Regions from separate parts of the Macaca mulatta genome. Here region 2 is linked to region 1. The links are chromatin contacts, called in public Hi-C maps. All regions are on one chromosome and are shown on one strand. The core of a region is the stretch at or near the end of the contact, and the rest is flanking DNA. Distances in the headings are between cores, read along the strand shown. Region 1 holds the start of GPX4 (glutathione peroxidase 4). Region 2 holds the start of ATP5F1D (ATP synthase F1 subunit delta).

Evidence for each region. Hi-C and Micro-C count contacts between places; a contact is called where the count stands out from the background.
Region 2: a contact with region 1 is called in a Hi-C map of fetal cortex germinal zone, with 2.3 times the contacts expected there. The contact joins the promoter of ATP5F1D here to the promoter of GPX4 in region 1. A contact is called at or near these places in 2 of 14 Hi-C or Micro-C datasets (fetal cortex germinal zone and liver).

What each region holds. Positions count from the first base shown.
Region 1 is chr19:1,765,338-1,770,876 of T2T-MMU8v2.0, reverse strand. It overlaps GPX4 (glutathione peroxidase 4), which reads right to left and starts at 3,586. Exons shown (of 7, transcript NM_001118889.2): 1 at 3,432-3,586; 2 at 2,199-2,293; 3 at 1,967-2,111; 4 at 1,650-1,801; 5 at 1,283-1,307; 6 at 1,078-1,137; 7 at 747-999. The coding sequence starts at 3,515. The coding sequence ends at 967.
Region 2 is chr19:1,911,380-1,916,964 of T2T-MMU8v2.0, reverse strand. It overlaps ATP5F1D (ATP synthase F1 subunit delta), which reads right to left and starts at 2,889. Exons shown (of 4, transcript NM_001261689.1): 1 at 2,641-2,889; 2 at 2,024-2,177; 3 at 364-452; 4 at 1-233. The coding sequence starts at 2,781. The coding sequence ends at 111. LOC114673974 (a long non-coding RNA gene) reads left to right here and starts at 234. Exons shown (of 3, transcript XR_013409423.1): 1 at 234-334; 2 at 1,808-1,861; 3 at 1,947-2,877.

The DNA.
Region 1 (5,539 bases), core at 2,337-4,836:
ACCGCCCTGTGCTGGCCCCCTGTGGATGAGGAGGGACAAGGGCTGGGAGAGACAGATCCCCTCAACCCCGTGTCTGGGGCAGGTGCCATGGACTGTCCATTCCAGACCCCCAGTGGGGACAGCTGGGATCAGCCACCCTAGCAGGCTGCAGTCCCTCCAGCTATGCAGGTAGGCAGCCAAGCCGTGTCCAAACTGCCCCCCCGCACGGGCCCCTGAATGGTGGCTGGTGCTGCTGTGCCAGCCCCTCCTGGCCTGTCCACCCCCAGCCCTCATGGAGGGACTCTGTGAACAGTAACCACCCAGCTACCCCCATACCCCCCAGCCAGGTGAGGCCCCAAGGGCAGGTGTGGGTGCCCAACCCATCCCCACCACCAGGGTCACGCTGTTCCTCGGGCCTCTATACTTCTGCTTTCTGGCCAGAGGCGGCCCCAGTAGCCACCTCCTAACGGGTTAAGACCCGGGGCCGGGAAGAACAGCCACTTGAAATTATCTTCTCCAAGACTCAGCCCTACTGGGCCCTACCTGTGCATACCAGGCAGGGCTGCATGGATTAAGGCCCAGGGCTTGGTGTCCAACGGGCCCAGATCTCACTGCACCCCAGCACCCCAGCCAGCACAGCCCCCAAGCCTGGAGGAAGAGGAGGCAACACTCCACCTTCATGGCACTCCCTGGCAGGTGACAGCAGCTGGCCCTGACATGGAGGGGTGCCTGGCAAAAGGGCCCCCCCAAGCCCCTAGGCAGAAAGATCCAGCAGACCAATTTGTCTCTTTATTCCCATAAGGCAGCCAGGGGTGGGGGCGCCGAGCCAAGCCCAGCGGGCCACGGGACCTTCCTCCGGCGGGGTGCACGCTGGATTTTCGGGTCTGCCTCACCAGGAGCTGGTTTGCAAGCAGGCCGTCATGGGTGCCGGTGGAAGGCTCCGAGGGCGTGGGCAGGGGGCTCGGGCGGGGCCACACACTTGTGGAGCTAGAAATAGTGGGGCAGGTCCTTCTCTATCACCTGTCGGGGAGAAAAGCTGGGTCAGGGCAGCTAGCTCCCGAGCCGCTGCCCCAAGCAGGCTCCCTAGAGAGGACCTACCAGGGGTTCCTCCATGGGTCCGTACCGCTTCACCACGCAGCCGTTCTTGTCAATGAGGAACTGTGGAGAGACAGTGTCTGAACTGTGGGGCACCGTGGGTGTGGCCCCCTGCAAGGGGCTGAGGCTGCCCTTCCTGCCCGCTGCCCATGTGGGCCAGGGCTGTGGCCGGGGGGAGCTGGTCCCCTACCCCCCACAGCCCCCTTACCTTGGTGAAGTTCCACTTGATGGCACTGGAAAAGAAGCACATGGGTGTAAGCGTCCCCAGCAGCCCCCCACGGGCCCACTAGCCATCCTGCCTCCAGGAGGCCACATGGACATGAGTGTCCCCAGCGGCCCCCCACGCCTCCCCAGCCATCTTACCCCAGGAGGCCACGCAGTGTGAGAGTCCCAGCAGCCCCCCACAGCCCCCTGAGCCATCCTGTCCCCAGGAGGCCACACAGTGTGAGAGTCCCAGCACCCCCACCTCAACCGCCCCCTGAGCCATTCTGCCCCCAGGGAGGTGTGCACATCCCAGCAGGCCCCCACACAGCCCCCCCAACCCCGCAGCTGTAATGTCCCCAGAGGTCACGCACTTTCCCAGGATGCCCTTGCCCTTGGGCTGGATCTTCATCCACTTCCACAGCGGGTGGGCATCGTCCCCGTTCACGCATATCTTGCTGAACATATCGAATTTGACGTTGTAGCCCGCGGCGAACTCTTTGATCTCTTCGTTACTCCCTGGCTCCTGTGGTGGCCAAGGTGTGCTTGAGTGCGTCGGGGGCCCCCGCACACTCCGAGGCCCTCTCCAGGCCGGAGCCCACCCTGACCCCCACCCATCGGCCTCTGCAAGGCCACAGCCCACCCCCACCCACCGGCCTCTGCGGGCCCCGGGAACGCAGCAGCCGCCCACCTGCTTCCCGAACTGGTTACATGGGAAGGCCAGGATCCGCAAACCGCACTCAGCGTATCGGGCGTGCAGGTCGACGAGCTGAGTGTAGTTCACTTCGGTCTTGCCTCACTGGGAGGCCACGTTGGTGACGATGCACACGAACCCCCTGCAAGAGTCGGCGGGGGTCAAGCGCAGAAGACCAGGGCCCCCTCCCAGGCCCCGGCCATGCGCCCCACCGCAGGCGAGCGCCCACCGGTACTTGTCCAGGTTAACCATGTGCCCGTCGATGTCTTTCGCGGAAAACTCGTGCATGGAGCGCGCACAGCGCCAGTCGTCCCGGGACGCGCACTGCAAGGCAAAGGGGGCTGAGCAGGGAGCATGGACGGGAGGCCGAGCCGGGGGCCCTGGGGCAGGAAGGGATGCGGAGCGGGTCGGTGGCGGGGACACCGGAGCCCTGGGGCCCTGAAAACCTGAACGCTCCTCCTCCTCAAACGCACACGCCTCCTTGTGCCTCTGGTCCCGTTTTACCGGAAACCCGGAGACCGAGAGAAGGTTCCAACCCCAAAAAGTGCCACAGCAGCAGGTGTGAGGGCCCCGCGCGCACCGGGTCCTGGGATTCGGGACATTCGTGGATCTCCGGTCCCAAGCTGCGGGGACAGGGCTCCTTCCGCCGGCGCCGCGCCCTCCTGCGCCTGCACGCTGGGGCCTTCCGCCGTCGAGGGGCTCGCGGCCGCCGTCTGCCCCGGCTCTGGCACCGCTGCCTGCGGCGCCTGGAGGAGCCTGCGCCCGCGCGGCCCATACCCGCCCGTCTCCCGCCCCGCCTGGCTCCCCCACCCCGAGCGCCGCTGCCGGGGACAAAGGCCCGGAGGCCGAAGTCAGGACTGTGCGACTGTGACGCCACCAAGCTAGGCCAAGCCGCGGGGGCGGGGCGGCGCCCGGGGGCGCGTGATCCGGGGTTTCCAGCCCTCTGCACCCACAACCGCTCGGGCGCAGCAGCCCCGCTCGGCCCGGAGACACCCACCCGTGGCCCCCAACGGCCCAGCTCCGCCCCAGCCGTCCCGGACCCCGCCCCCTGCAAGCCGGGACCCCGACCCCGGCGCGCGCGCCCGCAACGGCTTCGACGGCCGCTTCCCCGACCCCGACCCGCGCGCGTGGAACAGCCCCTTCCACTTCCCCGACCCCAGCCCGCGCGCTCGCAACGGCCTGGACAGCCCCTTCCCGGACCCCGACCCGCGCGCATTGAACAGCCCCTTCCCCTTCCCCGAACCCAGCCCGCGTGCCCGCAACGGCCTGGAGGGCCACGGAGCGCGTCGCAGTGCGGTCACCCGCGTCCGCGCCCGGCCGGGGGTGGGGAGGGGGAGCCACCCAGACGCCCCCCACCAAGGTCACGGGAGCCCGAGGGTTCCCCGCGCCGGCGAGCGGAGACGGGGATCGCGCGCCCGCCCCAACGGTAACCGGGCAGGCAACAGCCTCGGCGCCCGCTCACCATGGTACCGGCGAGGCCGGGCGCGGCCAGAGCCCCACAGAGCAGCGCTGGCTTCAGCAGGCGGCAAAGGCGGCCGAGGTTCATCGCGGCGGGCCTGGGAGCCAGCGGCTCCTCCCCTCGTCCAGCCGACCAATGGACGCGCGTCGGCTCTCCGCACCTCCCCTCCCACGGCCACGCCCTCCGGAGCGCTCACTGGTCAGCCGCGTCGGTGTTGAGCCCTCGCGCCGATGCCAGCCAATGGGAGGCCGGAAGGGGAAAAAGGCGGGGAAGGGGGCGGGACCGGACGTGCGAACTGTTGTCGGCGACTGCGCATGCTCGCTTGCGCGCAGGCGGCCGCGTCTACGCAGGCGACGCGTTGGGAGGCAGCGCACGGTACTCCGGATGGTTGACCGCAGCGCGGCGGCAGGCCAGACAACTTGAGAATGCTACTTAAGACTCGTCGAGGGCGTTTCTCCAACTGGCAGAAAAGTCTCCCCAACTCGTTTACCTTTTTTTTTTAAGAGACGGGGTCTTGCTGTGTTGCCCAAGCTAAAGTGCAGTGGCACGATCAGGGCACACTGCAGCCGCGACCTCCCAGTCTCAAGCGAACCTCCCGCCTCTGCTTCCCGAGCAGCTGGGACAACAGGCTCATCCCAGCTCATCATCACCATTCCTGGCTAATTATTGTAAAGACATGGGTGTCTCACTATGTTGCCTAGGCTGGTCTCAAACTCCTGACCTCAAGTGATCCTCCAGCCTCAGCTTCCCAAACTGCTGGGATCACAGGTGTGAGCCACAGGCCCGGCCGGGATTTGCCTTTTTTTTTTTTTTTTTTTTTTTTTTGAGACAGAGTTTTGCTCTTTTGCCCAGGCTGGAGTGCAGTGGTGCGACCTCGTCTCACCACAATCTCCGCCCACCGGGTTCAAGCGATTCTCCTGACTCAGCCTCCTGAGTAACTGGGATTACAGGAGCGAGCCACCACACCCAGCTAATTTTTTTGTATTTTTAGTAGAGACAGGGTTTCACCATGTTGGCCAGGCTGATCTCAAACTCCTGACCTCATGTGATGTGCCCACCTCGGCCGCCCAAAGTGCTGGGATTACAGGTGTGAACCACCGCATCCGGCCGAGGGATTTGCCTTTTTAATGTAAATGAAACCAAACTGAGGTCTGCTCCTCATCACAGTCCCATCTTATGAGGGTGCCCAGAGAGGGCATGGGGGTGTCCCTGCCCTCACTCCTGCCGTGGGCACAGGGGTGTCAGTGACTCCCCACCTCTGGGTCTGGTTGCCAAGCCGCTTACATAACATGTGGGCACTGGGACCTGAGAGTCATGGAGACAGTTACCATTTAACTGAGAACCTGGAGTTTCCTGGGATCCCACCCCAGAGACAGCTGCCCACGCAGGGACGCGCGGTGTGTACTCAGAAAATAAACACAAGTCTGGAGGGTTTTCTTACGCTTCTAACATTACGAGGTGTGGGCACACCCAGAGCCCATACCACCCCACATCTTGGCTTCCAACTCTGTTTTTCACTTTGTGGCTTGGACATTTGGCAACAGAGACACTCATCTCATACTTGGGAACTGAGTCACCGTGATTAGACTTTGACCCCTGTACAGACAGGGGTTTGGAATGTGTGTGTGTGTGTGTGAAGGAGTCTTGGTCTGTTACCCAGGCTGGAGTGCAGTGTCTCCATCTCAGCTCACTGCAACCTCTGCCTTCCGGGTTCAAGCGATTCTCCTGCCTCAGTCTCCTGAGTAGCTGGGATTACAGGCGCGTGCTACCAAGCCCAGCTAATGTTTGTATTTTTAGTAGAGACAGGGTTTCACCATGTTGCTCAGGCTGGTCTTGAACTCCTGACCTCAGGTGATCCACCTGCCTCAGCCTCCCAAAGTGCTGGCATCGCAGGCGTGAGCCACTCTACCTACCCTGCCTAGATTTTTATGTTGCCTTCAAGGTCTTAACGTTTTCTGACCCTGCATTGAGTAAATTTTTTCAGAGACAGATTCAGGGCTGGGTTGATTTGGGGTGGGACCTATGAGCCAGTCCCCGCCACTGCCCCCGACTCAGGCCTGCTAGATGCAGCACAGAGGCCTTGTAGATGGAGTTGAGTGGCAAAGGCAGTG
Region 2 (5,585 bases), core at 1,640-4,139, 150 kb before region 1:
CTCGACAGGCACGGCTTCCCCAGGTGGCTGGGACGCCAGAAGCTGGCTGGGCCCACCTGGCACCCCTGCCCAGCCCCTAGCCGGGCCTCGGGACACGGGGTACGCACCGCCTACTCCAGGGCCTTCACCAAGGCCTCGTTGGCCTCGATTCGGATCTGGATCTCTGCCCGAGTGGCCTCGTCAGCTGCCCCCAACAGCTCCGCCTGGGCCTTCTCCAAGTTCGCCTTGGCTGCCTGCAAGGGATTGAGGGACGGTGAGGGGCCAGCAGGGACCCCAGCCCGGCTCCTGGTCCCCCAGCGCTCCCTCCCCCGCAGCCTGGACAACTCCCGCCCTGGTGAGCCTCAGGTCCCCTCTGGCACTCACCCCCAGGTCCAACATGTCGAGCGTCACCGCCTCTTCTGCCAATAACTGCACCGAAGAGTCGGCATTCACGGCGATGGAACCACTGCTCACTGGGGGAATGGGGTGGGGGGAAGGTGTGAGACCTCACGGGGCCAGACAGCCTCAGGGACGCCCCTGGTCAAGTGCAGAGCCCCCTGTGAACCAGAAGCTCGACAAACACTCAAGTCTGTGTCCTGAGTGTCCTAACAGACCTACAGGACTGGCCCTGGGGTCCAACATGGGGGGCAACTCCTAGAGAACAAAACAGGGGCCCCAAGAAAGAACTAGAAGCTGGAGGGACCCCCAAAAGCACTACCTGGGGACAGAGACCCTCCCTCTGGCCCACCACCCATGGCTGAGCTGGGATCCGGGCCAAAAGCAAGCTGAGTTCAAACCCGGCTCTACCATTGGAAACCAGTGATGCTTAAAACTGCGTTTTTCCTGTACAAATGACCTTCCTCCCCTAATCTGATCAGCCCTCCTGACATGGTTTCTTGAGGATTTTTTTTTTTTTTTTTTTGGCACAGGGTCTCGCTCTTGTTACCAAGGCTGAAGTGCAGTGGCATGATCGTAGCTCACTGCAGCCTTGAATTTCCCGGCTGAGGCGGCCCTCTTGCTTCAGCCTCCCAAGTAGCTGGACCACAACCAGCTAATTTTTTGTAGATATAGGATTTCACTATGTTGCCCAGGCTGGTCTCAAACTCCTGGGCTCAAGAGACCCTTCCACCTCGGCCTTCCAAAGTGCTAGGATTACAGGTGTGAACCACCGCACCCAGCCTCGCCTGGTTAGTTTCTTTTTATTTTTTGGAGAGACGGGGTCTCACTATGTTGCCAAGGCTAGTCTTGATCTCCTGGGCTCAAGCGATTCTCCCACTTCAGTCTCCCAAAGTGCTGAGACTACAGGCATGAGCCACTGGGCCTGGGTGGTTTTACATCTCTTGCTTCATCCATCACACATTGGTTAGTCCAGAGCCAGTCGTAAACCGGTTGAGAGCAGGGTCCCCTCTGGTTCGCTTTCATCACCGCCCAGCCCAGGCTCCTCAGTGGACAAACCTGCTGAAACTGTATTTTCTTTTTTGAGATGGAGTTTCACTCTTCTTGCCCAGGCTGGAGTGCAGTGGCACGATCTCCGCTCACTGCAACCTCTGCGTCCAGGGTTCAAGCGATTCTCCTGCCTCAGCCTACTGAGTAGCTGGGATTACAAGCGGCCACCACCACACCCAACTAGTTTTCTGTATATATATATACTTATATTTTTTTTGAGATGGAGTCTCACTCTGTAGCCCAGGCTGGAGTGCAGTGGCGCAGTCTCTGCTCACTGCAAGCTCTGCCTCCCAGGTTCACGCCATTCTCCTGCCTTAGCCTCCCGAGTAGCTGGGACAACAGGTGCCCGCCACCACACCCGGCTAATTTTTTATATTTTTAGTAGAGATGGGGTTTTACCGTGTTAGCCAGGATGGTCTCGATCTCCTAACCTCAGGTGATCCACCTGCCTCGGCCTCCCAAAGTACTGGGATTACAGGCGTGATCCACCGTGCCCGGCCTAGAACTATTTTTTCTCGCAGCCTCAACTGAGACGGAGACTGACCTGGGATGTGCAGCCCGGGTCTGGCCTGGCCCTGCAGCCCTCCACCGAACTCACCGAAGTATTTGGAGGTGGTGCCGTCCTCTGCATGCACCACAACCAGCCCCGGCCGAAGGACCTGCAGCGTGGGCACGTGGGCCGCCAGGATGCCGAAGGCTCCGGTCAGCGTTGGCACGTCCACCTGCCGGACGTTGGCACCGTTGAAGAACACCTGCGACAACAGCGTGGGGGAATGATGGCGGGGCAGGCCGGCCCCGCGCCCACCCCGGACTCGGCCTGTCCTGCTGAGAAATGGGTCCGGGCAGGACCTGGCGCTGATGTGAGGCACTGAGACAGCCCAGTGCAGGATCAGAGATTGCAGCTTTGGTCCTCAACTTTGCGCCTCATTCTACTGATCCGCGAAATGGGAATGCAACGATCCGGCGACACCCAGGCTTTGGCCAGGGAGATCGGGGAGGGCACCCAGGAGGCGCTTATCTCGGGGAGGTGCCCGGGACGAGGGCAGCGCAGGGCTCGGGCGGCAGAGGCAGGGCCGAGGGTCCAGGACTGAGTGACCTCGGCTTCCGGGGCGCGCGGATTCGGGGACCCGGAAGCGGGGGGTCGCCCCCTGGGGGTGGGGACCCTGGACTCCGGGGGCGGCGGCCACGGAGGGTCCCGACCCGCAGCGCCCGAACCTGCGTTGGGGAGGCGAAGGTGAAGGACATCTGGTTGGGGCCGGCGGCGGCAGCCGGGGCGGCGGCGGCCTCGGCATAAGCACGGGCCTGACGGACGAGGCGGCCAAGTCCCGGGCGGCGGAGCAGCGCGGCGGGCAGCATGGCAGCGACCGGCGGCAGGAAGCGGGTGGCTGGCGGGCGGCGGACTCCGGCGCTGCGCGGGCGGCCTGGAGGGCGAGGAGGACGACGCGCAGGGACGTCTGGGAGGAGGAGTCCTGGCAAGAGCGCAAGCGCGAACTACGACTCCCAGCAGGGCGCACGCGACGTTGTCGACGTTAAGGACGCAACGCCCCGTCGTGGGGTATTCTGGGGGTTGCAGTTTTGTTCTGGCCCCTTATATAGCAGGGGGTCAGCTAAGGGCGGTGAGATGGTCCTGGGAGGTGGAGGGAGTAAAACGAGCTTCAGTGAAATTCAAGATTGGGCTGCCTGGTGGCTCACGCCTGTAATACCAGCGCTTTGGGAGGTTGAGCCCAGAGGATCACTTGAGGCTTGGAAACCAGTCTGGGCAACAGTGCGGATCGCCCCCGCCCCCGACCTGTCTGTACAAAAAAAAAAAAAAAAAAAAAAAAAAGATTTTTGGGGCGCTCATTGGATGCAGGGTCCTGGATAGACATCAAGAAAACATCAAGATTCCTGTTCTGGGCCAGGTGTGGTGGCTCCAATCTGTAATCCCAGCACCTTGGGAGGCCGAGGCAGGAGAATCACTTGACCCCAGGAGATCGAGACCAGCCTGGGCAACATAGGGAGACCCTGTCTCTACAAATAATCAAAAAATTACCTTGGCATGGTGGTGCACGCCTGTAGTCCCAGCTACTGGGGAGGCTGAGGTGGGAGCATTGCTTGGGTCTAAGAAGGTTGAGGCTGCAGTGAGCTATGATTGCACCACTGCACTCTAGCCTGGGCGACAGAGTGAGAATCCTGCTCTGGGGCCGGGGGTCGTTTAGCAGATCAGGCCGGGCGCGGTGGCTCACGCCTGTAATCCTAGCACTTTGGAGGGCGAGGTGGGCGGATCACCTGAGGTCAGGAGTTTGAAACCAGCCTGGTCAACATGGCGAAACCTCGTCTCTAAATATACAAAAACTAGCCGAGCATGGTGGTGGGCGCCTGTAATCCCAACTACTCGGGAGGCTGAGGCAGGAGAATCGCTCGAACCCGGGGGGAGGAGGTTGCAGTCAGCCGAGATCGCGCCACTGCACTCCAGCCTGGGCGACAGAGCAAGACTCTGTTTCGGCCGGGCTTGGTGGCTCAAGCCTGTAATCCCAGCACTTTGGGAGGCCGAGACGGGCGAATCACGAGGTCAGGAGATCGAGACCATCCTGGTTAATACGGTGAAACCCCGTCTCTACTGAAAAGTACAAAAAACTAGCCGGGCGAGGTGGCGGGCGCCTGTAGTCCCAGCTACTTGGGAGGCTGAGGCATGAGAATGGTGTGAACCCGGGAGGCGGAGCTTGCAGTGAGCTGAGATCTGGCCACTGCACTCCGGCCTGGGCGACAGAGCGAGACTCCGTCTCAAAAAACAAACAAACAAACAAACAAACAAACAAACAAAAAAGACTCTGTTTCAAAAATAAATTAATTAAAAAATAAGCAGGTAGTAGTGATAGGTGGTGACAAATGCCAAAAATAAATATTAGTAAAAGTCGAGAAAGTGCAGGATGAGACAGGGTGGAAGGCTGCAGGTGCCGCTGTTCTAGGGAACGGCGACCGCCGCCAGGGGCACAGCGCGGGCAGGAGCACGGGCGATGCGAGAGGGCTCGCTGGGAACCCCGGACCCCGGCGCGCTGCTCCCCGGTGCCGGCAGAGGGCGCTCCGCGCCCGGAGATGCGCTCACCGCCCCCCACCTCCTGCCTGGCCCTCGCCCCCGCGCGCCGCTGACGCAGGAGCGCGTGCGCGGGCGGCTCGGGGCTCCGCTGCCGTCAGCCAGCGGCCCGCGCAGCCTCGCTCGCGGCCATGACGTCACTGCCCCGCCCCCGCGCTCACGCAGGTCCGAGGCACCCGTCCGGGCCCCAAGCCCCCCTCTTTAGGCTCCGGGAAAATGCGGAGTTGGGGATGGCGGGGGTTGGGGCTTGGGCTCCTTGGAAAGGGCCTTGTGCCTGGCGCTGTGGGCTGCTGGACCCCAGGGGTGCAGGGATCTGGGGAGGGCCTGGGGCTGTCCGACACCATCCGTGGCTCCCTACACCCGAAGGTTGCACCCTCGCCCCCTGCCCGTGTTCAGGCCAGTGGAGTGGCGGTCGCTCCTGTCCTTTGGAACCCGGGCACCTGAAGAAGGCCCTGCTGGCCGGACTCAGGATGAAGGGTTGGGCCTGGCTCCTCCCTGCGGGCCAGAGCTGTGAGGGTCACTTGGGGCCTGGTCATTCTGGCCCTGGTTCGGGGGGTGCAGAGGGGAAGCCCCGCTCACTTTTCTAGGCATGACCTGTGCACCACATCCTCTCCTGGCTCTCGGGACCTCATATCCAGCTGCCACTCCAGGAAGCTGGGAGGCCTAATAGACTGAATCTCACTCATGGAACCACTTCCCTCCAGTCCCCACTCCAGGGTCGCCCACGGGTGAGGGCGGCATTACTCCAGCCCCAAACCTGGGGTTCCTCTGGAATTCCGCCCTGTCCTGGCCTGTGCACCCGGCATGGCCACCGCAGCTACCGTCTCTGGCCTAGCAGGTCCCAGCCTCCGCCTGTTTAGTACGGGTACCTTTTCTTCACACAGCCATAGCGAGTCTTCGTTAAACATCGGAAGCCTGGCGGGGTGTGGGGGCTCACGCCTGTAGTCCCAACACTTTGGGAGACTGAGGCAGAAGGATCTCTTGAGTCCGGGAGTTCGAGACCAGCCTGGACAACATAGCAAGATTCCATCTCTACAAAACAAAAACAAAAACAAAAAATTAGCTGAGCATGATGGCGCGGGCCTGT